2 separate regions of the Mus musculus genome follow, and region 1 is linked to region 2. A link is a contact called in public HiCAR-type data. All regions are on one chromosome and are shown on one strand. The core of a region is the stretch at or near the end of the contact, and the rest is flanking DNA. Distances in the headings are between cores, read along the strand shown. Region 1 holds the start of Elavl2 (ELAV like RNA binding protein 1). Region 2 holds the start of Dmrta1 (doublesex and mab-3 related transcription factor like family A1).

Region 1 (6,304 bases), core at 163-2,662, 1.7 Mb after region 2:
GACAGGGCTTGGAATCCACTGCCCAGCGCCCAGCACCGCGAGGCTCCCAAGCAGCTGCCACTTCACACTCACGGCTCCAAGGATCTTATTTACGCTTTTCTGAACAAAGGGAATCTCATATCCGGTATAGGCTCAAAGATTCGGCCCCAAATTGGCAGTCTTCTTTAAAATCTGAATTACAATCATTGGAATCCGTGAATCAGAGTCCTCAATTCTGGCAATGATGAGTTTTGACAGCTTCTAACCTTACCCCAGCCCCAGCCCAGCCCCAGCCCTTAGGCTGTATGTACTTTTTCCAGGCAACTACAACTCGCTGCCTGGTGCAGCATCTAAATTCCATCTGGCAATCCCATCTCCCCGGCACACGCTATCTAGTTAATGCAATTAAGCTGAGGATTTTCCCCACTGGTCTAATCTGCAAGTAAGTCCAGGGCTTCTGATTTCCCCAGTCCTCCGATTCCTTTGCGAAAGTAGAGGCATGCATTCCCCTCCAACATTCAAGTTATCCCTCTCTTCCCACGAAATGAACTTCCAACCTCAACCCCGAAGCTCACTGAACATGTAGCCTCCCATTGTAGCCTGCTGGATCTTGACCACATTTACCACTTAAGTTTCTATCAAGTGACATTTTCGAATATTCAGTACGTTAAGCATGCGTCCACTGTCTTCTAGTCTGGCTCTCAAGAATAAAAAAAATAAAAATAAAAATAAAAAAAAGCAAAGCAGTCGCTTTGAAATGAGGCAAACATGTGCAATTAACTTCACATTCTGTATTCCGCTCACTTACAGGTTTTCTGGGTTTGCCAGCGCATCGCTGCAACTAATGATTAAAGAAACCAAACCGAAACTTACCTTTCTCCCTTAAGGTTTTTGTGTATGTGTATTTTTAAAGTAACGGTGCACTTCTCCCAATAAGGATGAGCAAGAAGCTGCTGGATAGTTCTCTTAAGACAGCACGAAACCTAAACTGTGCTCGGCTTAAAAGAAGCAAATAAAAAGAAATGCTTTCGACCCCAAAGTCCAATGCTAAAAGAAATGATGAAAAAAAATATGAAAGGGGAGGGGAAACTTAAAAAAGAGAGTTTAAAAAGACGGAGAGACTACTCCTATTGCCGTTCAACTAAACAAAAAGGTGCAAGAAAAACAAACCAAGGAACAAAGAAAAGAGACGAAAGAACGTTTTTTCAAAAAGACGATGTCTTTCTCCGTGTTGCTTTTTAGTAGGTCGCTACAGGAGTAAGCTGCTGCATCTCTAAGTGAGAACAGAAATAAGGGGGGAGGACGTCTTAAAAGGGAGGTGGACTGGACCACAGATTTATAGCACCGTATCACCAACCCCTTCTCTGCCTCCGCACTGCCGTGTGTGCAGCTGCTCTGCCAGAGTCCTATCCCGGGCAGCACGCGCGGAAGTATACGCCGAGTTGCGCCACAACGCAACATGCTCATCGCCCCAGGTTTCTGATTGGGCGAGACGCTTCTATTGAGGCCGCCCAGGCGAAGCTCTGCTAGGTGATTGGCTAGGGACTTATGTCACTCTTGAGAGCTCAATGGAGTCCCGTTTCAAGGTAAGTTGTGCCGGGAGGTACACACTTAACACTGGCGGCGAAGGGAAATGCAAGAAGCAAAAAGAGATGGGAGAGAGAGAGAGAGAGCAACGTGGGAGGGAACTGTACTATGAGAGTTTGCGATATTGCACCATCTATTTTCCTCTTAAGTCTTTCTGCTTCCAAAAGATTCGTTTTATTTGCCCTCACGGCTGCATCTTTGGCATGTTTCTTTGTAATAGTAAACTGTCCGGTATGTATGAGTCATCGAGAGCGCCTCTCTTTGATTTGAGAGGGATTTGAACGTACACCCATTACTTGTCCGCATGCCTTTTTTGGTTTGTGTTCCAGTAATCTTTACATCTGTATTAGATATTGGGTAACTGTGTGTATGTTTCTCTATTTTAATATGTCCACCTCTTTCTCTCTCTTTCTCTCTCTCTCTCTCTCTCTCTCTCTCTCTCTCTCCTTTTAGAATAAGAATGAAATAGAAATGGTTTCAACTGAATCTGTACAGTTTGAACTAGCTTTCAATGTATGTCAGGGTTAAAAGGGGGTAGCAAAAACATCGTACTTAACAAAAACAAAAAAACAGGTAATGAATTGAAATAAGGTCCTTCAGTTGGAGGTAAAAAGAGCAGCTACATATAAAATTAAAACAAGCCACTCCTTTGCATTTGCTGGCAATACAGATCTTGAACCTCACAAGGATTGCTGACAGTAAAGATAGTTCAGCCTTTACCAGGTTCTTTTGAGAATTCAAAAGTTTGATCAGTAGACCAAGTGCTGTCTATGTCTTTGCTTTATAGATGAAGATTTCTTTATTCCAACCTCATGTTTGAGTAATATTCAAGAGGCTGAAGTGCAGGTTTATTCATACTTATTTCTTCCGTTAAGTGAAAGTGAGATTACTAAATTTACCTAGATGTATTTACAATGAGAAACAATATCCACCTAACTTAGTTCATTCCCAAGGAATTTTTCAGTTTTGACAGATAGCCTCAACTTCCTAAACAGTACATATATTTCTTACATAATCTCTCTTCTCTCAAAAATTATTTTACTACTATGTTTATTTGCTACTAGTCACTGTCCTTGATAATGTAAGAGAGCAAAGGCAACGGTAGAAATTAAACATTGCAGGAAGATGGAATGTCAGAGGGAAAGAGAAAGATGGTCTGAGAGCAAGTGACTTAGAAGTGGAAAGGAAATTGGTGTTCCTTGAGCGCGTCCTTGAGTTTGATAAATGATTAATGTAAAGAACTGGGGACCTGTTTATCCCCCGTTTAACCTGTGTAACAGTATCTAAGTTATATTATTTTGCATAACAACAACTAGGGTAGGAAAAGTGGGCCTGAATCTATGTGTATAATTACCATTTAGAATTATCATTTTGGAGCTCCCACCTCCTACTTTTTATATAACAATAGCTCCTTGGGGCTTAATTTCAACTTAAAACTATTAACTAGTCTCCAGTGAAACTACAGACAAATTAAGGGAAAAAACAGCAGCTTGAAGAAAAGAAGCCAGGAGACCAAAATATAAGAAAGCCTGCATCCCTGTTTACAATAGAAATATGAATAACAGCAGACTGGGTTTCTTGTCAAATACCTTCAATTCCTCTCACCTACCACCTCTGCATGGAAAAAAATGACAAAACTACACTACTGTTTGATTTATTCATTTATGCATGAGATGAACCATATTTTCTCCTTGTGATCATGTTCACACCCTGATATTGCATTAGTTCCATACATTCATAAAATAGTAGCAGTTTGAAGGGGATTCTTACATTGGTAAAGGCACAAGTACCTTTTTATGGGTGGAAACTAATAAAGACATTACATGGAAAGTAATAAAGCTGTTCATTCGAATGCAAAAATTCCTTAATTCTGTACATTCGGTATAGATGCTTTGTCTCAGTTTGGCAGAAGAGGAAATATTTTCAAAACATTGCTATATTCAACATGTTGTCTTTTCTTTGTAGATAGCACAGATTACCTGGGAAGCTGAAAATATCTTTAAATGGTGGCTTACTCCTTAAATAATACAGATGTTAACTTTTAAAAACCTTTAAATAGATAAGCAACATTTGCTTTTCTGACTTTTAAAAATAAAATGGCAAGTGATATATGGATGCAGATCTCACTGTGAATTTCATACGCCAAACTCGAAACATTAAGGTGCACTGTGCTTCTAGCGATTAATGAAGGCTATGTGCAAACATCCCACCTAAATTAAGCACAAATTTTAATCAACACCTCTTGATTCATAGTTAAGAAAAAGAATTATCCTCAGCACCTAAACTTGCATTAGATAAACAGTCTTTTCATGATCATTCAAATTCTGATTAAGTCATGTTAGGTCTGACATTCTCTTGAAACCTCAGCAGTATTTTGACTTGAGACAGAAAGGGGCGAGAGTTTGGGGAGCTCCCAAAAGCATGGAGAAAAGTTGAGTGTTGATAAAATTGCAAAGTAGTGCTTTTCAAAGCTGAGATTTAAAGACTTCAATTGGCTATATTACTGAAGTTTACTCATAAAAGAACATGTCCCTCCCAGGAATACTTAAAGGCATTGTGGACAGTGTTGTTAAGATAAATAACTCCCTTATACAAGCCCTTCTACAGGAGGAGAAGGGGTGACTTGACCATAATTAAAGTCTCTGCAAACTACTCATAACTTTTTTTTAAAAATAGTGAATAAGGTAGCTCAGATATGTGTGAATTACTATTTAAATTGGCTTGGAAATTTTAAATAGTGTTCCTTTTAAGGGAATTGAAATGCTATTTTTCTGATTGTTTAGCTTTGGGGAGATTTTGTGTTCATCATATTGGAAATATACGATTTAAATCCTGCATACGAGGTGTTGATATTATATAACCTGCCCACTACCTTCTTTACTTTCCCTTCTGAAAGGAGTATATAAGCTTTCTTTTTACAGCTTGAAAAACAGAAAAAGTTATGGATATATTGGACACTTCTGAGAGTTTAGGTCCTGAGAGCACACAGAAGAATGAGTCAGGAATTAGTTGAGTCAGAAATTAGTACCATGGACAGAGACCAGCCTAGCGGACAGAGTAAAGTTTGCAGAGCAAGATTGGCGACGTATTTTCTGTTCCTCCCGTTGAGACTCGGTTTCAAGCTCGTTGGTGAAAGCTTTTACACCACGGATTTGAGGCAGACTCTGTCCTCCATCGAAACAGGTTTGTTTGGAATTAAGCTTCCTTTTGTTATAGCCCGGCCATTGTGACAAGCCCCAGAGTTTGAGCCTGGATGTGTGTCCTCTTCCTCTACTCCACTCCCTTCCCCCACTGCCTGGAGGAGCAACCCTTTCATCAAGGTGTTCTTGCAAAATAAATGCAAATCCCAGTAATCTTGGAAAAGTCTGGCAAGCCTACCTCAGAGTTTTTCATCTTGAAATTTTCCAGTGGGAATAGAAGCAAGAACTCATCCTTGACTACCTTAGTTCTTTTCTGGGATGTTTTCTCTCCCTGGCAATGTCTTTCGCCCTTGAGTACTACCCCAAGACTGTGTTGCAAAGGACCCTTTATATTGCAAACGCTGGAGCAGGAACAGTGTTTAGTGAAGCAGAAAGCAAGACCACAGCCTTTTCTCAACTTAAAATTCATCTACAAAGGGAAAGGCTGCAAAATACAATATACTCAAGGGGAACTCCTCGGGTTTCTGATTTACCTGAAGAGATATGTGAATTGTGAATTATTTCATATTTTTTCCAGTAAATCTTGGGAGATGACTCTACATTGTGACACCCCCCCCCCAACTTGTCTCCCTCTGCCAGGAAAAATTCTTGTATGAGTCACATTCTCCTTTAAGCCCCTTGCTGCGGGTTTCAGACCAAGATCTGTCGCACGTGCCCCTCTGTGTTTCAGCCTGCGATCAAAGATCATTTACGGAAACGCTCCCACGAAAATCCTCAGATTTTCTTCCGTCGTTCACTCTGTTGGAACTTTTAGGAAGATAAACTCGCGTCTCTGGTAGCGGGAAGGGGAACATCCACGTAAACAGGCGAGGGTAAAAGAGAGAGAGAGAGAGAGAGAGAGAGAGAGAGAGAGAGAGAGAGAGAGAGAGAGAGAGAGAGAGAGAAACTAGAGGTGATACAGGGCAAATCAGAGCCTGGTGTCCGTTTCTTTCAGTGATGCTAACAGCCTTCCCTAAGCTTCCTCCTGCAGCCGATACAGCTCATGCAAAATTAATACAAGTAATTAAAAATAGCAGTTTCCAAAGTTAAAGGAAACCATCTGTCTCAGATGGTAGCAATCAGTCTTTTCACCCGCCCCTTTACCCGGACCTGGGAAGAAACGGTTGCTCTGCCTCCGATGCTCAGAGGCTCTTTCTTATATTGAAGATTTATGTTTCCACTTGTGTGCGATCCACATCTAATTTGAAATAATAAAGCCGGGCTGACCAACCAGTCAATCACAGCCATCAACTGTGCCCGGCGAGGGCCCTGCCCCCCAGCTCCCTCAGGTCTCCAACCCCCACCCTCTTCCCACTCCCTCCTTTTTTTCTTTCCTCTCCTTCTCTCTCACACACACTCACATTTTCCCCCCACGTGTGTTCAGATCAACCCTTGCCCCACAGAGCAAGCGACAGCACCGGGGCACAGTGACAAAGGCGGGGGTTGTATCTGAAGACTGAGGCCCGGAGAGACCAAGGCTAGTGAAACAGCTGTCTTATCAGCCTGCTGCAGAGATGGAGATGGCTGGAGAGGTCCTCAACAGATAATCGCTTGAATAG
Region 2 (6,215 bases), core at 596-3,095:
TCCATCCATTGGCTGCTGGGTGGAGCCTCTCAGAGGACAGTTAATAGGTTCTTGTATGCAGGCCCAACAGAGTATTGTTAATAGTGTCAGGGATTGTTTCTTGCACATGGGATGGGTCTCAATTTGGGCTAGTCATTGGTTAGCCATTTTCTCAGTCTCTGCTCCATCTTTGTCCCTGTACATCTTGTAGGCAGGACACATTTTGGGTTGAAGGTTTTGTGGATGGGTTACTGTTCTTATGCTTCCACTCAGAGTCTGGGCTAGCTATAGGAAGAGGCTACCTCAAAATCCATATTGCCTCTGTTAGGAGGCTCATCTTGAGTTGTCCCCCATAGACCCTCTTGGATCTCCCCCTATCACAGGTTACTGGCATGTTCTAGAGTCCAGGAGATTACACACACACCCCTGCCGCTATTCATCTTCTTTCTCTATCTGTTCTCCCTACATATGATCTCCCTCCCTGCCCCCTTCCACTTCCCATCACCTCTTCCACCCAGTTCCCTCCTTCCATCAACCTCTGATATCTGTTTTGATCCTTTTCTGAGAAAGATTCATCCTCCCTTGGGACCTCCTTGTTATTTGGCTTCGTTGGGTCTGCTGATTATAGTGTGGTTATCCTGTACTTTATGGCTAATATCCACTTATAAGTGAGTACATACCACGCATGTCCTTTTGGGTGTGGGTTATCTCACTCAGGATATTTTCTAGTTCTATTCATTTCCCTGAGAAATTTATGATGTTCTTGTATTTAATGCCAGTGTGTAAATGAGCCACATTTTCTTTATCCATTCTTCCTTTGAGGGACATCTAGGTTGTTTCCAGATATTAGTAACAGAGCTGCTATGAACATAGTTGAGCAGATGTCCTTGTGGGTGGGGTGGGGTGGAACATCTTTTGGGGATATACCCAGGAGTGGTATAGTTGGGTCTTGAGGTAGAGCCATTCCCACTTTTCTGAGAAACAGCCAAATTGATTTCCTGTGTACACATTTGCACTCCCACCAGCAGTGTAGGAGTGAGTGTTCCCCTTGCTCCACAATCTTGCCAGCATGTGCTGTCCTTTGGGTTTTTGATCTTACCCAGTGTGATGAGTGCAAGGTGGAATCTCAGAGTTGTTTTGATTCGTGATCCCTGGTGATCTGCATATTTCTTTACCTGCTTCTCAACCATTCAAGTTTCCTCTGTTGAGAATTCCCTGTTTAGCTCTGTACCCCATTTTTAGATTGGGTTATTTGGATTGTTGGTGCCTACCTTCTTGAGTTCTGTATATATTTTGTATATTACCAGATACACTAAATCTAATAGAACAGAAAATGGGAATAGCCTTGAACTCGTCGGTACAGGAGACATTTTCCTGAACAAAACACCAATGACTCAGTCACTAACGTAAACAACTAATAAATGGGGCCTTATGAAAATGAAAAGCTTCTGTAAATCAAAGGACACTGTCATTAGGACAAAATGACAGCCCACAGATTGTGAAACAGCCTTCACTAACCCTGCATCTGACAGAGTGAATATCCAAAATACATAAAAGTTTCTTTTTTCTTAATGGACCTTTCAGTCTGATCTGGACACTTTCTAACCTATCCCACAGGCCACCTCCCAGAAAGTCCCACTCTCCGCCCTAGGTCCTCCCCTGGCCTCCTTCCTTGGCCAGCCTACCCAGTGGGCGGGGTGGCCCTCCAGCCTGGCCCTTCTAGGCTCAGGAGACTGGCAGAGCTCAGGACACTGCCCCAGCTGTCTAGACTCAGAGGCTCACTGGCTGGCTGCGCCGTCGGTCAGGTTCTGGAGCTCTTAGACCCGGCGGTTTCTTGCTCTGGGACAGGACAGCAAACTCTAGTTAGTGCGCGGAGCGGGACAGCGGGACCTAGGCGGGTCCTCAGCCGGTATCCCCACAGGGTAGCTCTGGACAGCGCACTTGCTGGTTTCTACTCCTCAGAGGCGCCTTCTCAGAATGGAGCGATTACCTCACGGTCGTAGAGACCGCAGCGGCGGCTGCCGACCCCATCTGGCCCCAGGGCGGGCTGCTGCGCCCGCTTCGGCCGCGCGGTCGGTGTCGTCGGGGATTCCGGTGTCCGCGACTTTCCTGCGGCCGCCTGGCCTTTTTCTGCGATCGACCGCAAGCTCCGGTCGCGCAGGATGCGCTCCGGGCCCTGGGCTGGATAGGGCGTTGGGGGCGGTAGGCTGCGGCTACCCGCGGACCCCGAAGTGCGCGCGCTGTCGCAACCATGGCGTGGTGTCAGCGCTCAAGGGCCACAAGCGCTTCTGCCGCTGGCGGGACTGCGCGTGTGCCAAGTGCACCCTGATCGCCGAGCGGCAGCGTGTCATGGCCGCGCAGGTGGCCCTGCGCAGGCAGCAGGCGCAGGAGGAGAGCGAGGCCCGCGGGCTGCACAGGCTTCTGTACCAGGGGTCGTCGGGGTCCGGGGCTCAGGCTTCCGGGGGCAGCGGCAGGACCGAGAGTCCCCAGGTCTTGAATAACCCCATGGCTGTAGCTGTTCTGGGAGCGGGTGCCTCTAGACACCCTGGGAGCCGGTCAGTCCCAACTTTCGAGGTTTTCCAGCAAGATTATGCTGACAGAAAGCAGGGTGAGTCCTCTTTGGTTTGCTTTTCATGAGAGAAAATGATTGTTCTGCAAGAATGTGTAGAAACGAGCAGCAGCTCCTTAAGAGTGGACAGAAAGAGTTGTTTGAAAGAAGTGCTGAAGTTCAGTAATGTAGATCTACCCTGTTGATGGCTGGGATGGGGATAGTTAATAGGTTTTCACTGGAAGAGCTCATCCCGCGTCTAAAGACAATGAAAACAGTGAAGTGTATGGGATCACAGCCGCCGGCTCGCACCTGGAGTGGATTTAGGCGCAGTCGGCTTTGTCTTTGTGTGGCCGGAACTTAAGCAGGCTGTAAGAGAAAACTTTAGCGGGTGTGCTGACACTCTTTCCAGTTGCAAAGCCACAGTGTTCTTGCACAGGAAACCGGCTGACTATGGTTATTGTGACGATCTTTGATTTGGGGACAGTGTTTTGTCATCAGTTAGCACTTAAGAAACTGAAATTTCTCACCTTTTTCTTTCCTGCTCCATTTTAATTCTTTAAGCACCATTCCCAAAGGAGAGGAAAACTTTAGGGACTTATATTTAGTTCTCATTGGAAATAAGTTTGGGCCTTCCCTGTCGATAATGAAACCATTGACAAGAGTGTCACTTTGTAGCTGGAGAGATCTCAGCAGAGTATTCGTCTATCCTTGCAGTTTCCGGCCACAAAGTCATGGCCAGTATCTCTTGTTTAGATTTACAACTAATATGACCTCCAAATTAACTTTTCCTGTAATATCAATATCACTATGTTGTCATGAAATTTTCATCCCTGCATAGGGCCGCTGTTAAATGGGAATTTCCTTTAAATCATTTAGTTAAAATCCTAAACAGGTTGTATCACATGAAGTTATGCGATAACCGGTGGTAAGCTATTAATTAGAAACTTTGCTTGGTTGTCAAAACTGCAGATCTTAGCAAAAGAGGGTGTAGTTTCAAAAGAAGCCCATCTCTGCATTGAAAATTTACATTCACTTACGTCAAGTTTGGACACATGCTCTAGTTTATTTCACTAGACCAATGAACTTTAAGTGTTTCTCATGGAAGATAGAGACTGTTGAGAGATGGTAACATTCCTTCAGCTACACTGCTAATGAGATTTGGCTGATGGTATGGATTTATGTAAACGTTTTGTACTAAAGTGTACATTTTGCAGGCCTAATGATTGTATTAGATTATTGTGTCACAATGACTGGCCTATAAAAAAAGAAGTTCATATTTTAAAGACTTCTTCAATGGCTTTCTAAATTGACCACCCCCCTCTTACACAATATGAATAAACTATAGTAAGATATTGTACTGAACTTATTCATTTACAAGACAAAGACCTACAGTGATTCAGAGGCAAATTACATTTGCCTATATAAAAGAAGCTTATGTTCAAAAAAAGGAAGGCTATCAGTACACTACAATAGTGAATAAAACAGTCCCTAGAACTAGAGAGGACAGAGATGAAGGGAATTATAACAAATATTTGCCACAGCTTCCTGAACACTGGAGTCACAGTCAGAAGCCCCAAGCACAGCTTGCAACCAGTATTTCTTTAGAGATATTTGTCCTGGGAGTCCAACCTACAAGTAATACATTGTTCTTTAGACAAAATAACAGAGATTTAATTTTGATATTTCCTATGTTTCAGGAGCAATACTCAGTGAATTGCTGTAGAAGCAAGTGGAACAAAAGAGGAATGGAAATTGGTTTCCAAGTGGCAAATATTGTTTGACAAGTTTTATTATTACTTGATGTTGAAAACACCAACGTACAATCTTACAATTGTCACAAATTTTCTTTTTTATCAAATATTTGACTTAGCAACAGAGTCTTGTCCCTTCTAGTGTTAAATTTGATGTGATTTACATTTTAAATAAACTATAAACTTTTATGGAGCAGGTTTAGGATTGTTTCTTAAAGAGACAGGGAAACATCAAAGAATACTGGAGATAACCATTTAAATTAGGTAGAATATTCACTACTTGTTTTACTTACTTCTTGTCATATAGGATCTCTGTGGGGGAGGGGAGGGAGGGGGAAGAACATCACTTAGATCAAAGCAAAATTTGGACATTTGGGAAAAAAAAACTCTAATTCCAAGATGATGTCACATTGACACTTTGGGTAACAACAAACTCTCCTCTTTTGATCCTTAATTTCTAAGAGATTTATTGAATAATCTTATATCCTGAAATGCACGAGAAACAGCACCCTCCTCTGTTCCCATACATGCTAGCTCTGCATGATCTTTAAAATGTGACTCCCATGAAGATGATTTTAGGTGAATCAAAATTGCTAATTACACTATATAGAGTGCATCTCTCTCTCTCTCTCTCTCTCTCTCTCTCTCTCTCTCTCTCTCTCACACACACACACACACACACACACACACACACACACACACACTGAATGAGTTTGTTATTTCATCCATCAGTGTCTTTGAGTGGACATAACTATGTTGTGGCAAATTTTTATGTCTGATTATTTTGTTTTCTTTCCTGCAGAACCAAAACAGAGAAACTGTGAGTCATGCCAGAGTAGACAGGAAGAACCAGTCTCCAACACTCATCACCATTCTCTGGGATCATCTAAGGGTAATGTGACCGTGGAGAAACAGGGCTTCATGTCATCTATTCCAGAACACCCAGACAAATCCACCATCATCCTGTCTCCTTGCCCCACGGATCAATCGGGAGGAGAAGACAGTCCCAGGTCTTTCTCTTCCTCTGACCTGGAATCAGGGAATGAAAGCGAGTGGGCCAGAGACTACATTGCTACCAGAGCCAGCCTTTCCACGGTGACCTCAAGACCACGAGACCCTCTCGGAATTCTTACCAGGATCTTTCCAGGTTACAAGCATAGCCGCCTAGAAGGCATTCTACAGTTCTGCAAGGGAGATGTAGTCCAAGCTATTGAACAGATCTTAAATGGGAGAGAACATAAACCCGACTGCAGGGACCTAGCACGCGCAGACTTGGAAAATGCAGCCTTTCAGAGAGCGTCAGATTTTAGTCTTGCTGGCATTGGCTTTGGGACTCTAAGTAATAAATCAGCTCTCTCTCCTCTTGAAGCTGCGTCTGCTGCTTATGGAGGAGATTCAACTCTCTACAGTTTCAATCCTAGACTAGCTTTCAGCCCACTGCGCCTGGCATATTCTTCTCCAGGAAGAGCGCTGTCTGGTTTTGTGTCACCCTACCTAACACCTGGACTGGTTCCAGCATTGCCTTTTCGGCCAACTTTGGATTATGCGTTTCCAGGGATGATTAGGGAGCCGTCCCACCTCCCTAGCAAGCACTTAGTAGCTGGTGGTAGACTGTATTTCAGGCCCAATCAGGAGCATCTGTAACATATCCACTCTACCATTCTGCAGTGTTTCTAGAGCCATGCAACACACACACACACACACACACACACACACACACACACACACACACACACTTTTTAATGTACTTCAAAGAGCATAAGCTTGGCCTCTCAGCCTTAAATGCTATTTTTCTAAGCAGTGTAATATACTTTAGATTTGAAGACTTTTCTTTAGTGTTCATTAAATCAAAGAAACATTTAATCATTATATGTGCCTTGAATAAACTTATTTCAGGAAACTTTATTATTTTAAACTAATGAATTTTCTCCTTA

What was found. HiCAR-type assays count read pairs that join an accessible place to other places.
Region 1: a contact with region 2 is called in a HiCAR-type map of astrocytes, with 5 times the contacts expected there. The contact joins the promoter of Elavl2 here to the promoter of Dmrta1 in region 2. A contact is called at or near these places in 2 of 39 promoter capture datasets (cranial neural crest and liver), 3 of 115 datasets of contacts at active chromatin or transcription factors (astrocytes, embryonic forebrain and stem cell-derived neural progenitor cells) and 1 of 9 other capture datasets (adipose tissue).

What each region holds. Positions count from the first base shown.
Region 1 is chr4:91,375,084-91,381,387 of GRCm38.p6, forward strand. Elavl2 (ELAV like RNA binding protein 1) reads right to left here and starts at 1,413. Exons shown (of 8, transcript NM_001347149.2): 1 at 853-1,413.
Region 2 is chr4:89,686,353-89,692,567 of GRCm38.p6, forward strand. Dmrta1 (doublesex and mab-3 related transcription factor like family A1) reads left to right here and starts at 1,846. Exons shown (of 2, transcript NM_175647.3): 1 at 1,846-2,587; 2 at 5,084-6,215. The coding sequence starts at 1,957. The coding sequence ends at 5,925.